Linked DNA regions of Mus musculus: regions 2, 3, 4, 5 and 6 are each linked to region 1. A link is a contact called in public promoter capture Hi-C data. All regions are on one chromosome and are shown on one strand. The core of a region is the stretch at or near the end of the contact, and the rest is flanking DNA. Distances in the headings are between cores, read along the strand shown.

What was found. Promoter capture Hi-C pulls out the DNA fragments that hold promoters and counts their contacts. Capture Hi-C pulls out chosen DNA fragments and counts their contacts.
Region 2: a promoter capture Hi-C map of liver shows a contact between it and region 1, with 7 times the contacts expected there. The contact joins the promoter of Pkhd1 here to the promoter of Ogfrl1 in region 1. A contact is called at or near these places in 2 of 39 promoter capture datasets (both in liver).
Region 3: a contact with region 1 is called in a promoter capture Hi-C map of adipose tissue, with 3 times the contacts expected there. The contact joins the promoter of Mcm3 here to the promoter of Ogfrl1 in region 1. A contact is called at or near these places in 5 of 39 promoter capture datasets (hippocampal neurons, liver, pre-B cells and 1 more), 1 of 484 Hi-C or Micro-C datasets (B cells), 2 of 115 datasets of contacts at active chromatin or transcription factors (astrocytes and embryonic stem cells) and 1 of 9 other capture datasets (adipose tissue).
Region 4: a contact with region 1 is called in a promoter capture Hi-C map of liver, with 9 times the contacts expected there. The contact joins the promoter of Efhc1 here to the promoter of Ogfrl1 in region 1. A contact is called at or near these places in 3 of 39 promoter capture datasets (hippocampal neurons, liver and pre-B cells) and 1 of 115 datasets of contacts at active chromatin or transcription factors (astrocytes).
Region 5: a promoter capture Hi-C map of pre-B cells shows a contact between it and region 1. The contact joins the promoter of Tram2 here to the promoter of Ogfrl1 in region 1. A contact is called at or near these places in 4 of 39 promoter capture datasets (the C10 cell line, the HPC-7 cell line, liver and 1 more), 1 of 115 datasets of contacts at active chromatin or transcription factors (astrocytes) and 2 of 9 other capture datasets (adipose tissue and liver).
Region 6: a contact with region 1 is called in a promoter capture Hi-C map of liver, with 3 times the contacts expected there. The contact joins the promoter of Gsta3 here to the promoter of Ogfrl1 in region 1. A contact is called at or near these places in 3 of 39 promoter capture datasets (liver and pre-B cells) and 1 of 115 datasets of contacts at active chromatin or transcription factors (astrocytes).

Annotation. Positions count from the first base shown.
Region 1 is chr1:23,381,864-23,384,512 of GRCm38.p6, forward strand. Ogfrl1 (opioid growth factor receptor-like 1) reads right to left here and starts at 1,312. Exons shown (of 7, transcript NM_001081079.1): 1 at 952-1,312. The coding sequence starts at 1,188.
Region 2 is chr1:20,616,729-20,619,377 of GRCm38.p6, forward strand. It overlaps Pkhd1 (polycystic kidney and hepatic disease 1), which reads right to left and starts at 1,329. Exons shown (of 67, transcript NM_153179.3): 1 at 1,183-1,329.
Region 3 is chr1:20,818,988-20,821,636 of GRCm38.p6, forward strand. It overlaps Mcm3 (minichromosome maintenance complex component 3), which reads right to left and starts at 1,325. Exons shown (of 17, transcript NM_008563.3): 1 at 1,144-1,325. The coding sequence starts at 1,221. It also overlaps the pseudogene Gm20587.
Region 4 is chr1:20,950,315-20,952,963 of GRCm38.p6, forward strand. It overlaps Efhc1 (EF-hand domain (C-terminal) containing 1), which reads left to right and starts at 1,312. Exons shown (of 11, transcript NM_027974.1): 1 at 1,312-1,482. The coding sequence starts at 1,420. All of the region lies in intron 1 of Gm51618 (a long non-coding RNA gene), which reads right to left.
Region 5 is chr1:21,077,922-21,080,570 of GRCm38.p6, forward strand. It overlaps Tram2 (translocating chain-associating membrane protein 2), which reads right to left and starts at 1,304. Exons shown (of 11, transcript NM_177409.3): 1 at 1,073-1,304. The coding sequence starts at 1,192.
Region 6 is chr1:21,239,297-21,241,945 of GRCm38.p6, forward strand. It overlaps Gsta3 (glutathione S-transferase, alpha 3), which reads left to right and starts at 1,289. Exons shown (of 7, transcript NM_010356.4): 1 at 1,289-1,363. The region is part of intron 1 of Gm28836 (a long non-coding RNA gene); the gene reads right to left.

The sequences.
Region 1 (2,649 bases), core at 62-2,561:
CATACTTTTCTCCTCGTATGCTTTGGGCAAGATTTCCTTTAAGGCTCACAGTTCTCCAAAATGGGGAATTAAAACGGACCGCACACCTGGAAATTGCATTCCATTCAATAACACGCTCAATTAACCTGGATGGGAAGGCTCGGACTTCCTGGAAAGGTGATGCTTCCCCTAAAGTCACATTGGATTTTGGGCTCCATTTTCCTTCAAGTTGTAAGAGGGAGGCCTAATACAGAACCACCAACCTTAAACGGTGCAGACTTCTTTAAAAATATACAGTTCCTCCTTTTAAAAGTTTCTGAAGCCACAAGAGGTTAAGGGACGCCATCTATCTCTCTTCTAACCTATCTACCTAATTGTATTGGTCAACTGACTTAAGCTTGGTTGGATCAACAAGTCTTCTGGGTGAACGTAAATGTTAAAGGAATACTCAAGTCGTTGAAAGGTTTCTCTTGGGGAAATGAACGGTGTTATTTTAAGTTTGCTCAGGAACCTTCTGTGATACTTTTAATGCCCGTTGGACCCTCGCTGGGAGGGGGAGGCTGCGGGCCGCTTCACAACTGCAGTTGTCTTGCTCTGAATAATATTTTAAATCTTTTTTTAAAAAATTAAAATTAAAAAAAAATCAATAACAGGCACTGGCCGGGTCCTCCTCACAATCTTCTATTTTTAGTTTAGTTCCTCCCACCCCACCTTCGCATCACCCAGCTGCGCTGCAGAGGCAAAGAGAACACCGAGTGGGGTCGGGGTCTGCCTTGGGGAGACTTCCCTGCGAGGTTCACAGCAAGGCCCCCTGGGCTAGCAGCTAGCCACCTGGGCACCGCAGGCTCCCTTAGGTCGGGTGCCCGGGCCAAGCACGCCGAGCATCCCGCCCTGCATCCCCGGGGGCAGTCCCCTCCCGGGCGCCGGGAGCACGACCTCGCCGGGCCCACCGTGGGTCCCGGGGCCGCGTACCTGCTCCGCGCCCGCCGCCTCGGCGTGGTCCTCGGGCACGGGGCTGGCGCGGGGCCGCCCTCCGGCTCTCTCGGGAGGTTGCTTGGGCTGCTCCGGCTCGTCGTGCTGCTGGCCCTCGCCACCGCCTGCCGGCCCCGGCTGCTCGGGCTCGGGCTCCGAATCGGTCTGCCAGGTGGAGTCGCAGTCCTCCACGGTGGTGGGCTCGCGGAAGCTGACCCCGCCGAGCAGGTTGCCCATTGAAGAGGCGGCGGCGGGCGCGGGCTGCGGTAGCGCGCTAGGGCCCGGGCATGGCCGCGCTCCGCTCGCTCGGGGCGCAGGCGGCTGCTCGCCCGGCCCGCGCCGCACAGCTCAGCGCGGCCGCCGGCGCTCCGGCGCACAGGCGGGGAGGAGCCGGGCCCCCCGGAGCCGCCGCCGCACGCGTCCCAGCCAGCCCATCCCGCCGCCGCCCCGCCCTGCCCCGCCCCGCCCCAGCGAAGCCAACCCACTCCCGAGCGCGCGGCACCAGCTCCACCGGGACGCGCCCCCCTCCACGGTCCCCGGGAGTGGCCAGGGGTCAGCTGCCCCGCCCCCTGTGGACCGGGATCCGCCCCCTTGGGGCTCCTCCCAGCCAAGCGAGAAGCCTGATCCCGCCCAGGTCAGAGAGTGGAAGGAGGTGTCTCCATCAGCAGACCGGTCCTGCCCACACCCCCGCCCCCACTGGCTGCTCCAAGAGGAAGACAAATTAGCCACAGCAGAAGACAAAAGCTAATCTTGACAGTGCACCCTCTAAACAGGAAATCCAAGCTTCGGGAACAGTACTTAAGGCCACCTAGAATCCCTGCGGTCTATAAAATAAAAGTCAGAGCTCTCTGTCCCCTCATCTTAAAAGCAAACTTCTCTCGAAACAAAGGAGCAAGAAGAATTAGGCCAGCACATTTATTTCATCAGTGAGTAGTCCACATTTGTGCTCTGGGCAGAAAAACGTCGGCATTTATACAATGAACAGGCTGGTTCTAAGTGGAGTGCTGAAGACTATGGTTCTAAGGACCAGAGGCAAACCTGCTGTAAGAATACTTCTAGGCAAAATAACAACCAAAGCATCTGAAAATGGCAGAGCGTGAAACCAACTCCAGGAGCTAGTGGCCCGATGCCTGCACCTGAGTCTTGATGGGATTTTTTCTGCCGTGGGACATTGCCTGGGATCATGGGTTAGTTTTATTAGATGCATCAATTGTACTCAGAACTAGTAATTAAATAGATTGCAAATCCAGGTAGATGGGTATTGCTTAAGGAAGATTTGGCTAGAAGATGCCTCTCCACAGATAAATCAGTGGTTGTTTCTTTCCAAACTTCACAGTAGGGTGTGACTCTACTAGCAGTTTCTGGCTTTGGACAGGTCACGTAACTTCTTGAGACCCCGGTAGTCTCCTCATCTTCAAAATGAAGCCAGGTTTTTCTCTCTGGAATGGCATCTAGCTTCACCTTTAATGACCTTATGACTATCAGGGGCCACACAAAAAGAACGTTCTGGTCAGATATTCATTCATAAAAACTGATGATATTAGGATGAAGTCCTTGTCAGATCCAAACAAAATTAGAACTTGACAGTATTATTGGGGGAGGGGTGTTCATACCTGTCTGAGGTAGGGAGTTTCTTGGTTGATAAGATGTTTGTTTTAATAGGCCAGCTTGCTTTGCGCACCTCTCCCACAACAGGGG
Region 2 (2,649 bases), core at 79-2,578, 2.8 Mb before region 1:
ATGGCTTTTTCTCCATGCTGAAGGAAACAGAATTCACATAGCCTGGCCCTATGAAGGCTGAGAGTTCCTCTCTAACACCAGGCAGAAGTGAATAGACAAATATTCCTAAAACTCTAGCTCTGAGGGTCTCTGAAAGTTTGAAAACCGTAATGAATAAGTCCATATCATTACATATACGTTAATGTAAATTTCTACAAAAACACTCAATGTGGTAGCAGTTACAACCGTTTCAGAACGCCCCAGTAGTTTCACGACAAGAATGTCTAGCAATGTCTGCCTGCCCAATTGTAGTGAATTTATCATACAGGTGTGTCCTGTTTAAGATGGCCCAAAAGAGATAATAACTTCTATTTAGTTCAGGACTGGGAAAGTTTATTACATACCCAATAGATGCTGAACATTGTACTGGAAGCCAGGGGAAATAAAAGTCTGTCCTTAGTCCCCAGCAAAGAGGAGGCGTGGAGTCTTTTGAGGTTTGAAAGGAGTGTTGATGTTACCAGGTGTCCTTTTACCTTGTAAAATTTCCTACACCCTTCAGTCTATTTGTAATTGAATTCAATTTACAAACATCCAGCGTTCAAAAGTGCATGTCCTACAAAAGCACAACAGGAGCGAGGATTCCATACCTAGCCCAAAGGCACGGGACCCAGCTTGCATGTTCTGCCAGGTGTGCAGGCCAATCTGGGCATACTATTTTATAATAATTCATCTTAATGTCCGGCCCCATGCTTAGAGCAAGCATAATAACACCCCACTTAGAACAACAGAAATAAGCACCCCACAATGAGCTCCAATAAACTTGAAGTTCAGAAATACCTATTTTTTTTCCTCCAAAACAAAACAGTCATATGAACCATAAATGTCACTTTGCTGGGTGGGGATTCATTCAAGTCTGCTCATCCTTCCTGGTGATCAACACAGTGTCCAGTTTCTTTTAAGGGGAATGTTTCAGCCACAGAGACGTGCACTGTGCATTGAGTTTAGTCCTCTTCCTGTCTGCGTTCTCTTTCTTCTGCCCCTCCCGCATCCCTCTTCTCTCAGCATCCCCTCCTCTGGGAGCCTAAAAGACAAGTTTCCGTGCTCTTACTGTGGACCTCCCACTCCCACTTCCTTTTGCTTACTGCAATGACAGTGGGAGATGCAGCGCTAGAAAAGGAAGTCTTTTTCTGAATCAAACAGTACCTGATGCTGTGTCAGCCTTGTGCCTCAAATGAGAGAAACCGTCCCCTTCTAAACGAAGCCGCGTTATTCGGTGACAGGCCAGCCTGCAGCTAGCTAGCTAGCTAGCTAAGATGCAGGTAGCTCACTTCCTGTTGGACTGGAACTCACCTAACTCGCTTGTGTCCTGGCTAAACGTGCACCAGAGTGAAAGTTCACAAATGACCACAGGGCAAGTTTAATAATTAACGCGAGCCACTTAGAGACCCAAAGAAAGGGCTGCTTACATTTTTCTCCACTTACTGCATGTGTCTCAGACAAGAATTAAAAAAAAAAAAAGAAAAGAAAAGAAAAAAATAGTCTAGCCAGTGTGACCAGTGGGCACTCAGTAACTGAAAGGAGGTGCCAGAAAGACAGCCAGTGAGCAGAGACCCCAGCAGGAACTTACATGCTCCATGAGTGCTCTCTGCCTGATCCTGCACCCTATGCTATGGGCTTTCAGTGGTGGTCCACTACACTTGATGTCTTATTGGTTTCAAAAATATGGCACAGCCTGGGGTTCAAAGGTCACTAGAGTAGATCATTTCCTTCATGGAATACTGTTGCTGTCTTGTGCTTGCTTTTTCTGCAGGTTCAGATATATTTCCTTTGTGTGCATCTTCAGGCCAAGGCTACTAACAGCTTATACTATTGCTAGCTTGCAAGTTTTTAATACCACCCCTTTATGCCTTTTCTAAATCTTGGCTGCCCTTCTAGAACTAATCCCTTTAATAATTTTTTATCTCAAATATGCCTTCTATTTCCTATTAGGACTCTAAGGTTATATATACTCTGAGAGATAACTAAGTTCCCGTATTGGCAATATACAGTTCACAGTCATCAAAACTCGAGTGTACCTTGCTAAATGATTCAGCAGGGTTGAGCTGCTCAATAGTGTCTGACGTATATAAGCTATTCCCAGAACTCTGTGTACATCACGTAGGGGAAAAATACTATGTTTATTCTTCTATAAACCCAAATAGATTGCACTGTGCTTTCTATAGAGTAGACTCATCCATAACGTGGATTATATTAGGGATATATTTGAAATAGACCTAGGCAATGAAAGCAAAGTATTGAAACTGAGAATGCCTGGGGCCTCTTTTGGTTTGGGCTTTTCCCCTTTCCTTACTTTGAAAAAAAATTATTATATTGTCTACAACTTATATCCATATTTCTGAAAGAAAGAGGGCAGATCACCAGGTGGACAGGACAGCAGCATGACTTTCCACTGAAGAACTTCATTAGGCGATTAGAGCAAGCTTTTGTCTTCCAGGGTCAACTCTTGAGATGCTTCACCTCACATTGCACTGCCAGAACCTCCCTGGAGAAAAAGCCCCCCTTTTCCTCTCTGGGATTCCTCTCTTGTCTTGCTTGCTTTTCTTCAGCCCTCTTCTCTTCATGAAGATACAAAGGAAAGGAAAGCAAATCCCTCTGGGTGTGATTTCCCAT
Region 3 (2,649 bases), core at 75-2,574, 2.6 Mb before region 1:
CTTACATTTTAATTGGGAATTAGAATGGCCTAAGTCTTAAAGACTTAGTAAAAACAAACAAAAAAACTTGCAATATGAAAATTTAACTTTAAAATCTGGATGTTAGCACACCTGACTGTAGACATATTTCAAAATCATGATGTATATTTGAAATGTAATTTAAATACTCTTAAAATTCAAATTTAAATTGCTTTTCATTGATCAACAAACTTCCAGGGCTCATCAACATCCTATAGCTTTAAATTTTGGATTACACTTAAACCCATTTTACCTGCATACAAAACACTTGATTCACTAAAAAGAGAGCTGTCATAAATTGTTAGTCTCGCTCCTACCCTCACCAGCATCAGGCCAGTCATTAAATCTGAGGGCTCTGAGCCAGTTACATTAGCTTTTCCAAAGAAGAGCCTGTTTACACCTGACCAGTCTCCTTGCAAGTTGTGTGGGGTTTGGGGGGAACACATGAATTTAGAGACAAACTAAATTACTTTGGAGAAAACCCTAGTAACTCATGAAGATATACAGGAGCAAGAAAATGACAAGAGGAGATAATGAGAAAATGAAAATGATCAAAATACATTATGTGCTTATGAAGTTTCATAATGTAACCCGTATGTATAGTTAACATATCCTAATGTAAGAGGTTTCAAGAAAAATAGGCTGCTCAGAGGAAGACGGCAAGCACAAGGCCTGGGTACCATGTCAAGTAGGCTATGGGGATCAGTAGCAGTAATTATAAGAGGGAGTGATAAGAAAGAAATATGACCAAAATACATTATGTGTTTATGAAATTTCATAACGAAACTAATACATGAAAAGAATGTAACTTTTAAAATCTGGAGGTACATCTTTAGGAGAGAAAAAAAGATAACAGGAAGTTGCAGAGAAAAGAAGTTATCAGCGGCCCTGGTCCTCCGCGGGGTCCCCAGCACCGTGCCCGGTCACCCGCGGGAACCCCCTCAGCCGTGCCCGGTCACCCGCGGGACCCCAGCACCGTGCCCAGTCACCCGCGGGGACCACATCAGCCGTGCCCGGTCACCCGCGGGAACCCCATCAGCCGTGCCCGGTCACCCGCGGGAACCCCCTCAGCCGTGCCCGGTCACCCGCGGGACCCCAGCACCGGGCTCGCGGCCCGAGCCTCACCTCGTCATCCAGGAAGTCCAAGTAGTCTCTCTGCGCTTCCCGCAGCTCCACATCATCCAGCACTACTGTGCCCGCCATGTCGCAGCTCCGAAATCGCCGGCCACCAAACAGTCCGGAAACGCGTGACACCGCCTTGGCGCCAAAACTTCCCAAGTTTTCCCGCCACGGAAGTTTATGGTGGAGGAAGCATGGAGCAGAGACGCGTTATGATTGGCTAACCACTTCAATAGCCTTTCATTCCGTGCCTGGATTGGAGAGAAATGGTCACTTTCTCCGCCCTAATAGGAAGTCTGACCAATGGTACAGAGAGGACGCTCAAAACCCACCCCCTGGAAATTGAGCAACAGGAAGGCTAGGAAGCACTGCATTCTGGGAGTTGTGGTCCTTCCCACCTCACCCCCTGTTTTTCTTTTCTTTTTTTTTTTTCTTTGCCTGTAGGAAGTTTTGTCAAATCGGAAGTTAGGATTTACTGAGGGGGGAGGTCTAAGTTTGCACCCCATATGCACAGGTACAAATGAAGGCCAAAGGTTGATATCCGGTGTCTTCCTCAATCTTTCTCCACCTTGTATTTTTGAAAGACGAACAGGATACCCACTGACCCATCTCTTTAGCCTCCATATTATTGATTCTAACACACTTTGTCTTCTAGCCTTCATTTCCTCCTATACAAAATGAGGAATCTGAATTCAAAATTCTCCAGTAAGCCATCACTAGTATTCCAAGAGCAAGTTAGAAATGGTGTAAAGACAAATTTTATTCACGGAATCATGCTATTGCCTTTAACACAGCCTTGATTTGCTGTATCTTGATCTGTAACCTTGAAGACACAGAGATATATAATTCGTATTTCTCCCCACTTTCACAAGGTCATGAGATAGATAAGCAGAAAATCAGATTGTTAAAAAAAAAAAAAGCATAGTTAGTATATCTAAGGGTTCCACTGCTGTTCACATGCTTGCTTTGCTTGCTATCTGTTGGCTTTCTGCCTTAGGCACTAATGGGCCAAGGCTGATTTACAAGGTGAAATAATTGCTAAGAGGCTGCCTGGAAAGCAGCATGCAGAAACAGTCAAAATCAAGGCATTGCAAAGTATACAAAGTACTTCCTTTTTTTCTGTCTCCAGCCCAAAGAAAACACTTGGAGTGGGCGACCCTGAAGTGGAGAACAGATGAGTTATGGGTACCGGATGCCGCTTCCAAGATGATGCCCACCATGTTATCCTGTTGAAAGAGGGGACTGATAGCTCTCAAGGCATTCCTCAACTCATGAGTAACAGCTCGTGAGTAACATTGTCTGTGTTTGCCAAGTGATTGCTGGGGCTATAAGACCACCCTGGGTCCTCATGGCAACTTATTGTGGATGGCCAAGGCAAAACAACAATTTCTACTTCTGAAACTCCTCGATGGTGGACATCCTGCAGCAAAGACTTTAGTGGACATTGCCGGATCCGAAGACACTGACACTAGTGATGGCACCACCGTGGTGATCCTGCTGGCTGAGGAGTTT
Region 4 (2,649 bases), core at 62-2,561, 2.4 Mb before region 1:
TAGAACCTTCCCAGCCCCAATTAAGCTTGTATAATATTTGAACAAAGTCACTGGAGTGAGCTAGCGGGATGCCAGCCTTTTCCAAGAAGGATGAACCCTCTTGCCCCTTCAGAAAATGAAGGCTTAGCATCTTGGTAAGCTTCTCTATTTACTTCGGCACCTACAGCCAACATCAATCAATGTGTTTATTCATTCCATCAGTTCTGCTCCTCTAGGGAACCCTGACTAATGCAGCTGCCATCTTAACTGGTGGCAGCAAATGACCCATGATACTCTCCCTCAGGCTTACTACTCTACCGTTTCTCTAAATTCCTAGGTCAGAAAACATGTTATAAAGACCAAACTCCTAGGAAATTTGAGACATAATGGAAAAAAATCTCTGGGCATCTTAGCTTCCCTTTTATTTCCCCATGCTGACAGACTCTTGGTTTCTTTCTTTTCCTGATGATCTTTCAGGAATGGGGTCACTTTTTTTTTAAAGGAAAAAAAAAAAGTTGTCCAGAAAATGCTATACTCTGCAGTACACATGACCCTGACAATATTTCACTCCCCTGAATTACTTCTTTCTCATGACTCGGTCTCTCTTTGAAGGTTCTCTCTTCCTCTGTGGTTCTTATGTATCACTGATGCTATAGCTATAAAGCAAGGACTAAGGTAGGCGTAGGCACTCTCCAGCTTTTCAGTCAACAGATACCCAGTAAAGTTCTGAGACCTCAGCACACAATCTATAGGAATCTACGGTGGAACAGATAGCTAAGAGGGGACCAGGAAGCCGTGGAAAGACTGGGGCTTCAAATCGGATCAAGTCTGAGCAACGAAAATGCAGTCGATTATAATCTAATCCACAGCCCTTGCCTCATAATTTGATGAGTCTGAAGTATTTAGCGCTTTCACTGGGGAGCAACCACTGTACATTGTGTCTGGACTAGGACAGCAGCTCTTTCCCCAGAGAAAGGGTGCCTGAGCTCTTGGGAGGACTAACGTGGAGCAAGGAACTTCTTTGTAACAACTGATCTAAAGGGACGTGGTCCAATCCCAGACCTCACTGCGCGAGCCAAGGCCTAAGAACATCCGCTTTCTTCAGCCCACCCCTAGGTTGCATCCTCTGGGAGCCAGGAAGTGGGGGCTGAGGAGAAAGGGAAAAGTATGGGAAAGAAAGGGGGCGGAGCCGCCTCTGCCACACCCATTAGCCACGTCCTGTGGCCACTAGAGTCAGTAGTGCTGTGCGCAGGCGCAGACCTGGCCTCCGCCTCCCTTTCCCCGCCCCCTAACATCCTCCCCTCCTCCCCGCCGCTCCTCCCCTCTCTCGACTAGTGTGTTTGGCGTTACCAGGGAGTCTGGAGAGGCCCGCGAGTGCAGTTTGTTGCCAGGGTAACCCGAGCGGCAAAAGGCAACCGAGGTGGCAGCTGCAGGGCAGCGATGGGGACCAACCCGGTGCACGGCCTGCCCTTTCTCCCGGGCTCGTCCTTTACAGACTCCACGGTGAGGGCCAGCCCGAAGGGTTCTCCACTTGGCTCGCCTCTGCGCTCCTTCATTCCGCAGGCTCCGTCGTCCTCGCGCATCCCAGCCTCTGCCGATTTTGCTTGGCCTCTTGGTAGTCCACTCACCCTCCTGGGTCCTCACCGTGGCCCTGTTCTTTCTTTACTGCCCCATCTACCTGCCTTCTGGCCCGATTACCCCAGGCTGTCTCCAGGCCTCTCCCCAGCTGCACTGTAACCCTACTCAGCGCCTTCATCCTCTCCTACCGTCTCTCCACAGCAGCCTCATTCTGGATTTGTCTCACCGCTTCTGAATCCTCAGGGTCACTGCCCTTCAACCCCTTTCCTCTATGTGTATGCATCTTTTCCACGTACTCCTTTCCTGACGGGTCCCCACCCCAGTCTCTGGCCTTTTGAGTTAAGGGTCACTTTTCTCTCCAGCTACAGCCTTCCCTAGAATTGAATCCCCCACCTCCCGCCGCCCCCACATGCTGGTTTTCTTGTAGTTTTTCTCTGTAAAGCATTCTTCCTCCTCTCCTTGTATTTCTTCCGTCTCAACCATAGGAATGAACCACTTAATGTTTCTCTTTCTGTAGCCCGTGTGTGTGTACTTACACACATGATTCATTTTCAGACTGTGTGTGTGTGTGGGGGGGGAGGTTGTTGTTTTATCTTGTCTGCAGCCTAGGCTGGCCTTGAACCTGAGAACCACCTGCCTCGGCCTGCAGACTGCTTGGATTAAAGACATGCCAACACACAGGGCTCCCGTTCAGATTGCATTTTACTCCTTTGCCCCAACTGTTTATAGTCATCATCTAGATGAAATTAAATATTAAATTAAATAAAGTCCAGGGTGGCGATGCACATTCGTAATCTCAGCTTTCAGGAAGCTGAGGCATACGGGTGGCCAATTTGAGTCTAGCCTGGGCTACATAGCTAGTCACTGTCTCCAAACGACAGCAGATCCAAACCAGACAGAACAGGAGCTTCGTGAAAAGGAAGTGGCTCAGAGGATAAAGCACTTGCTGCTCTCATAAGAGGAGTGGAGTTCAGATCCTTAATACCCAAGCAAGACGCTTAGCTAGACTGACCCTTACCTGATGCAGCCTACCCATGCCAACTTTGGTCTTTCATATGTATTTCCACATACATGCAAACAGGCATGTGCATA
Region 5 (2,649 bases), core at 54-2,553, 2.3 Mb before region 1:
ATGCAGGGATAGACAAGTAACTCTTAAATGGTGCACCTTCTTACTACCCTGTAGAATGCAGATCAGGAAACTTACACAGAAGAGAGGATAGGAATGAGTGTTCTCAAGACCAGGCGACCCAAGCCATGGGACTGTCACCTATTACCTATGGTGCTCTGGAGACAATATATACTATAGTAAGTCCTTCCCACTTTTCAATATCACCGTTTTGCAGCACTCTGGAGTAGGGACCTCGGATTCTGACCCCTTAGTGGTTTACACAGACAGCTCTGAGGCCTACACCAGCACAGTGCTGAATCCAGGATCCCTTTCTCTGTTCCCACCCCACATCCCTGCAGCGACTAGGAAATCACCTTTCACAGAGAGTATCCCTCTACTGGCTCCTGCAAAGGGGATGAGGCTCTGGGTCCAGTTCACACAGATCTACAGGAACAGTTCAAAGTGCCAAAGGATATCTTAAAACTAGCCCTTTAGGTCATATTTAAAGAGAGGTTGGTAGCAGAAGGTCCCTCTGGGATGGAGCCAGGGCCACATGTGAACACCTGGAGCAAGCTCCAGAGGTTAGGATGAAGAACTTCCAGAAAGCCACAAGAGAGGTGGAGAGGGTTAGGGTCCCTTCCACTAGAAAAGCCTAGAAGATCTGGAGGCCCCCACTAGAGAGAAGGAGGGGGGATTGTGCAATTACAGCTGGTCTAGGAGTTTCCCACATTGGCACCAAGTCGCCAGAAAGGAAACCCCAACCATAGGGCCAGGAAGGCAGCTCTGCAATTGGTTCGAGGCCAGGTATGGGTTTCTGAGATTCAGATAGAGTTGTAGGATGTGGTGGGTGTCCAAGGGGGGCGACAGAGCATGGCACGGCCCGCACAGCTAGGAGTTAGGGGTGCTGTCTGGACTCTCTTAGGTCCAGGCCAGAGTGGATACAGTGCACAAAGCCAGAGGTGCAGATAACGTGCGGGACATCCCAGCCGGGCGCGCTCCAGCCCAGATGAGGTCCGGGAATCCCTGTCTGCGCCTCGGAGGACGGGAGTTAGGACCGCCAACCCCTGCAGCACCCCCTCCCCGCTCTACTCACCTCGAACATAAGCCCGATGAGGACGCAGAGCACCAAGCAGAAACCGATGTCTGCATGGTTGTGGATGATGAACTCCTGGCTGAAGAGCGGGTAACTTTTCGTCCTCCTACGGAAAGCCATGGCAGCGGGCGTTCACCGCCTGCGGGGGCCCGCACCCTCGCTCAGCAGCCCCAGCGAAAACTTCTCCGGCCCGGCCCGGTCCGCACGCCAGCCCCGCAGCCCAGCGCGGAACAACTTCGGGCCCCGCCCCCTTCCTCTGCCCGCCCCGCCCCGGCCTGCCGCCCGGAACCGCCCCCGGCCACAGCCCTCGCCCCGCAGCGGCTGCACAGGCGCGGGCCTCTAGCCACACCCCCTTCCTCCGTCCGCCCCGCCCCCAGGCCGCAAAGGCGCGCGCCTCTGGCCACACCCCCTTCCTCCATCCGCCCCGCCCTCAAGCCCTTTGGCCAGCGCCACCGGCCACGCCTCCTGGGCGAGCCCGGCGCGCCTAACCCTTGTGCCGCGCTCGCTACCGGTGCTTGCGGCTTCCACCGGGGGTACACTCTTCCGTGAACCTCGCTGAGACGCGGGAATGGAAGCCCTGTCCTCCGGCTTTGAGAGGAAGCGGCTCCCGAGCTGCTGGACAGGAAGTGGGCCGGGATCCCACTCCTAGCGCCCAGCTTCTTCCTCTGCAGGAAGGGCCCGGGGCGGGAAGCTTCGTGCCGGCCTGTGGACTGGCCCCAGCCCTGCGCTGGATCTTAAATGAATGCATGGCTACTCCTGTGTCTGAAGGATTGCACAGTGTAGGTTCAACCTCTCAGAACCTTCAGCAGCTACCCCAAGGCCTTGCCTTAGTAGAGCCTACTTTGCAAGGGCGTGCAGGTACCCCGCGTTTTACTCCTTCACTTAAAAGGCCAGGTACTGCCCAGAATTGGTTTTTCAGGGCTCACTACCTTCAATATTAATTGATCAGAAGTGGAAGAATAAACACTGAAGAAATAAAAAAAAAAAAAAAAAAAAAAAAAGATCCTCACCCAACGTTTCCATTTAATATTAAGTTTCAAAATTACTTCCGGAAGGACAAAAGGTCTTTTAAAATAAATTATACTAGCAAATATTGGATTTAATCCTGCCAGTAATGAAGGAACAAATAATCGCTTCTAAATGTACAGAAATGCAAAATGAACAGAGGACTGTTTAATTTCTTTTCTTTTTTTAAAATTAGTTTCACGGTTACGAGTTTGCAAAAATAGCAGTCTGAAGGTAACTAGAACTGAATGAAGTTCCTTAAAGAAATTTATCTCCTGTATTCTAAACTGTGCACTATTTAACAGACAGCCCTAGGGCTTCTAACTCCACGGGCGGGGCGGGGGGCATTAATGCCTATATTGGACTAACCTTTGTTTAAAGTTAAGACCGGTGCGTGCGTGCGTGCGTGCACGTGCGTACAGTTTATGACATATAGGGGCTGCACATGCATGAGCTCACATATTTATGTATTTTCGCCCCAGTGACCTCCGGTGTCAGGCCTCACCTTCCACCTGGTTTGTTCCAAGGTCTCTCTTTGTGTTGACTTTTCCACTAGGTAGGCCAGGCTAGCT
Region 6 (2,649 bases), core at 39-2,538, 2.1 Mb before region 1:
TCATTCTACAATATAGTTAACAAAAAACTGACAAGTTATCAATCTGAGTGATAGAATGTATTTGGGGTTTTTAAAAATACTATTCCTCTTTTGTGTTTTTGGTAGAAATTATTGCAACCATTCTAAATTAATTTGCTGCTACTATCTATGGTCATATTTTTATGCCCATTTATAGGGACTTGACACATACCACAGCCCATGAGAGCACTTGAAACATATAATGTAAAAATAATTCAGGACACAATAATTGAGAAAATGAAATAGTAGCTGATAGTCAGGAGTCTAACTGAACACAGGGCACATGCAAAGGCCTTTTGCGGAGAAGGTAACATCTAGGACAGCCATGTCAATGTGAAGTTCAAAGATAACATCTCTTTTTAGCATAAGCACATTCCCTCAATACTTGTGACATACTAATAATCACTACCTGAAACTCAGCTCGTTGTGGGGTCTGCTTAAATCCAACATAATTCAAACAGCAGGTCAATGCAGTTGACAAAAATTTGATTGTAATCAAGCCACTACTGCTCAATCAGGGCCACAGATCAGACTTGGGAGCTGAACTAAGACCCTGAAGGGATGCTATCCATCATATTTATAGTATGAAACCGTAAAGAGATGGGATGCTAGGGGGGCTATAGCATTGTCTAATCATACTTTGATATAAGGGACTGAGCAAGGAAGTTTCCATTAATCAAGAGTGGAGTTGATTCCTGAGCCTGGGAAGATGAACTTAGGTTGACCTTGCCAGCAAGTTGGAGAAGTTGTCCTTGAGATGTCTGCACTCAGACAGCTGTTTCCTTACAACAGAAGCTGGTCAGCTACTGGGAAGTTCCCAGCTCCCTAGGGCCTGAGACCTTGAATTTAATTTTTTTCTTAGGATTAAATGGAGTCTGAAACCAAACTGGTAGTACCTAGAATGAGGTTCTATTGCTTGTTCCCAACAAGATTATCTGTTCTGTACCTAACCTGGTGGCCCAGTCCACAGAAGTACTCCCTGGTGTCACCAGAGTTCTCTTTATAACATCTGCCAGCTGAGATTTCCCACTTGCTTTAGCCCATCCTCATTGACAGCCGAAGAGTTAACTCTGCTTGGAACAGGTTCTTCCAGCTTGCCATTGGCATTGAGGAAGAAACATATTAACCAACTCTTTAGCAACTCAGGCATGACATTGCATTTTTCTTCTAATCCTTTATCTAAATGTCTGGCCTCTGAACACTGTGGGAGTAGCTTTTCCCTTATTGGATTGTCTCCCCTTAACTGGGAAGGGCGTATTCAAATTTAATAAGTAGCTTACAAAACAGCAGAAACTCTTGCATATGGTAAAAGCTAGCTTTTTAGAGGGAACAGCTTTTTAACAAGGTAAGTACTGAATCAAATCTCTCTCTCTCTTTCTCTCTCTCTCTCTCTCTCTCTCTCGCTCGCTCGCTCGCTCGCTTGCTCTCTCTCACACTCTCTCTCCCCCCCCCCCCCACACACACATCCTATATGTTCCTAGAAAATAATTTAGCACAAGAAAACAAAGTTTTATACTGGCATGCAGACTAGGTGTGCTGGATTCAGGACAGTCTAAGAATTGCCGAATCCATTTCTGCTGGATACATTGTAATAGAGATGTAAGCATAAAGGATTTAGATAATGATTGAGGATTTAGTAAAGGATTGAGACATGAGAATTTATTGGTAAGAGACAAATTAATCTCATAAGTAGACAATAGGAGGTAATAGCCTAGACAAATTGCAATTATGTCCAGGGAAGAGAAGCATGGGACTTAGTGTGTTACAGCTCTGAGGGTGGAGGTTTCCCTGGTGCAAGTGCTATAACTCTGAGGAAAAAGGTTTCCCCTATGGAAATGTTGCAGCTCTGAAGGGAAAGGCATCCCAGCATTTGGAAGCCAAGTGATACCACAGAGTCACACTGCACAACAAACCTCATACTGGAGATTTATTGGGAAGGATATAAGAAGGTGGCTACCTCTGCTAGGGTGAGAACTGGACAGGAGAAAGGCTTATATACAGCTCTTTTGAGGGAGGAGTTTTCCAAGGTGGAGATTTCCAGGGCGAAGATTAGTAAGATTTCAAGTTGTGAGCTTGGAGCAAGTGCAGGGATTGGTGGGAATTTTGCACATGGGAATTGGTAGGTTTTCAAGCTCAGGCACTGATGGGTTTGGGTAGCTTTTGTCATCCAGAAATGGGCTCATACCATTTACCCTACGTTATGATGATGATGATGATGCAACCAAATAGTAGGAAAGGGAGCAACATTCTCATTAAACTACTTTCTGCTGATTGGGGCTGCCAAAGTTCTTAGGGAAAACTTGATCTTCACCATCAGGGTATAGTCACAGGCCTCTAGCTCAGTAGCTAGGGGCTGGTCATTGTACAATAGCAGCAGAATAAAAGTCTGATTAGAAATCTTTCTGATCTCTTCTTGAAGAAATCTAGACAAGAAAGGGCTTGTGAACTTCTGGACATAGGGGCTGGGTGGTATTGCTCAGGGTGAGGATATTATCACAGTCTGAGGGATCCAGTGTGAAGCAGCCTGTGATGCCAGAGAAAGAAGTGTCGGAGAAACTAGGGGTGGTAGTGATTTTTGGCAGGGTGCAGAGTGTGATAAGCCAATGGGTGAGGCTACAAATGATGATTGTG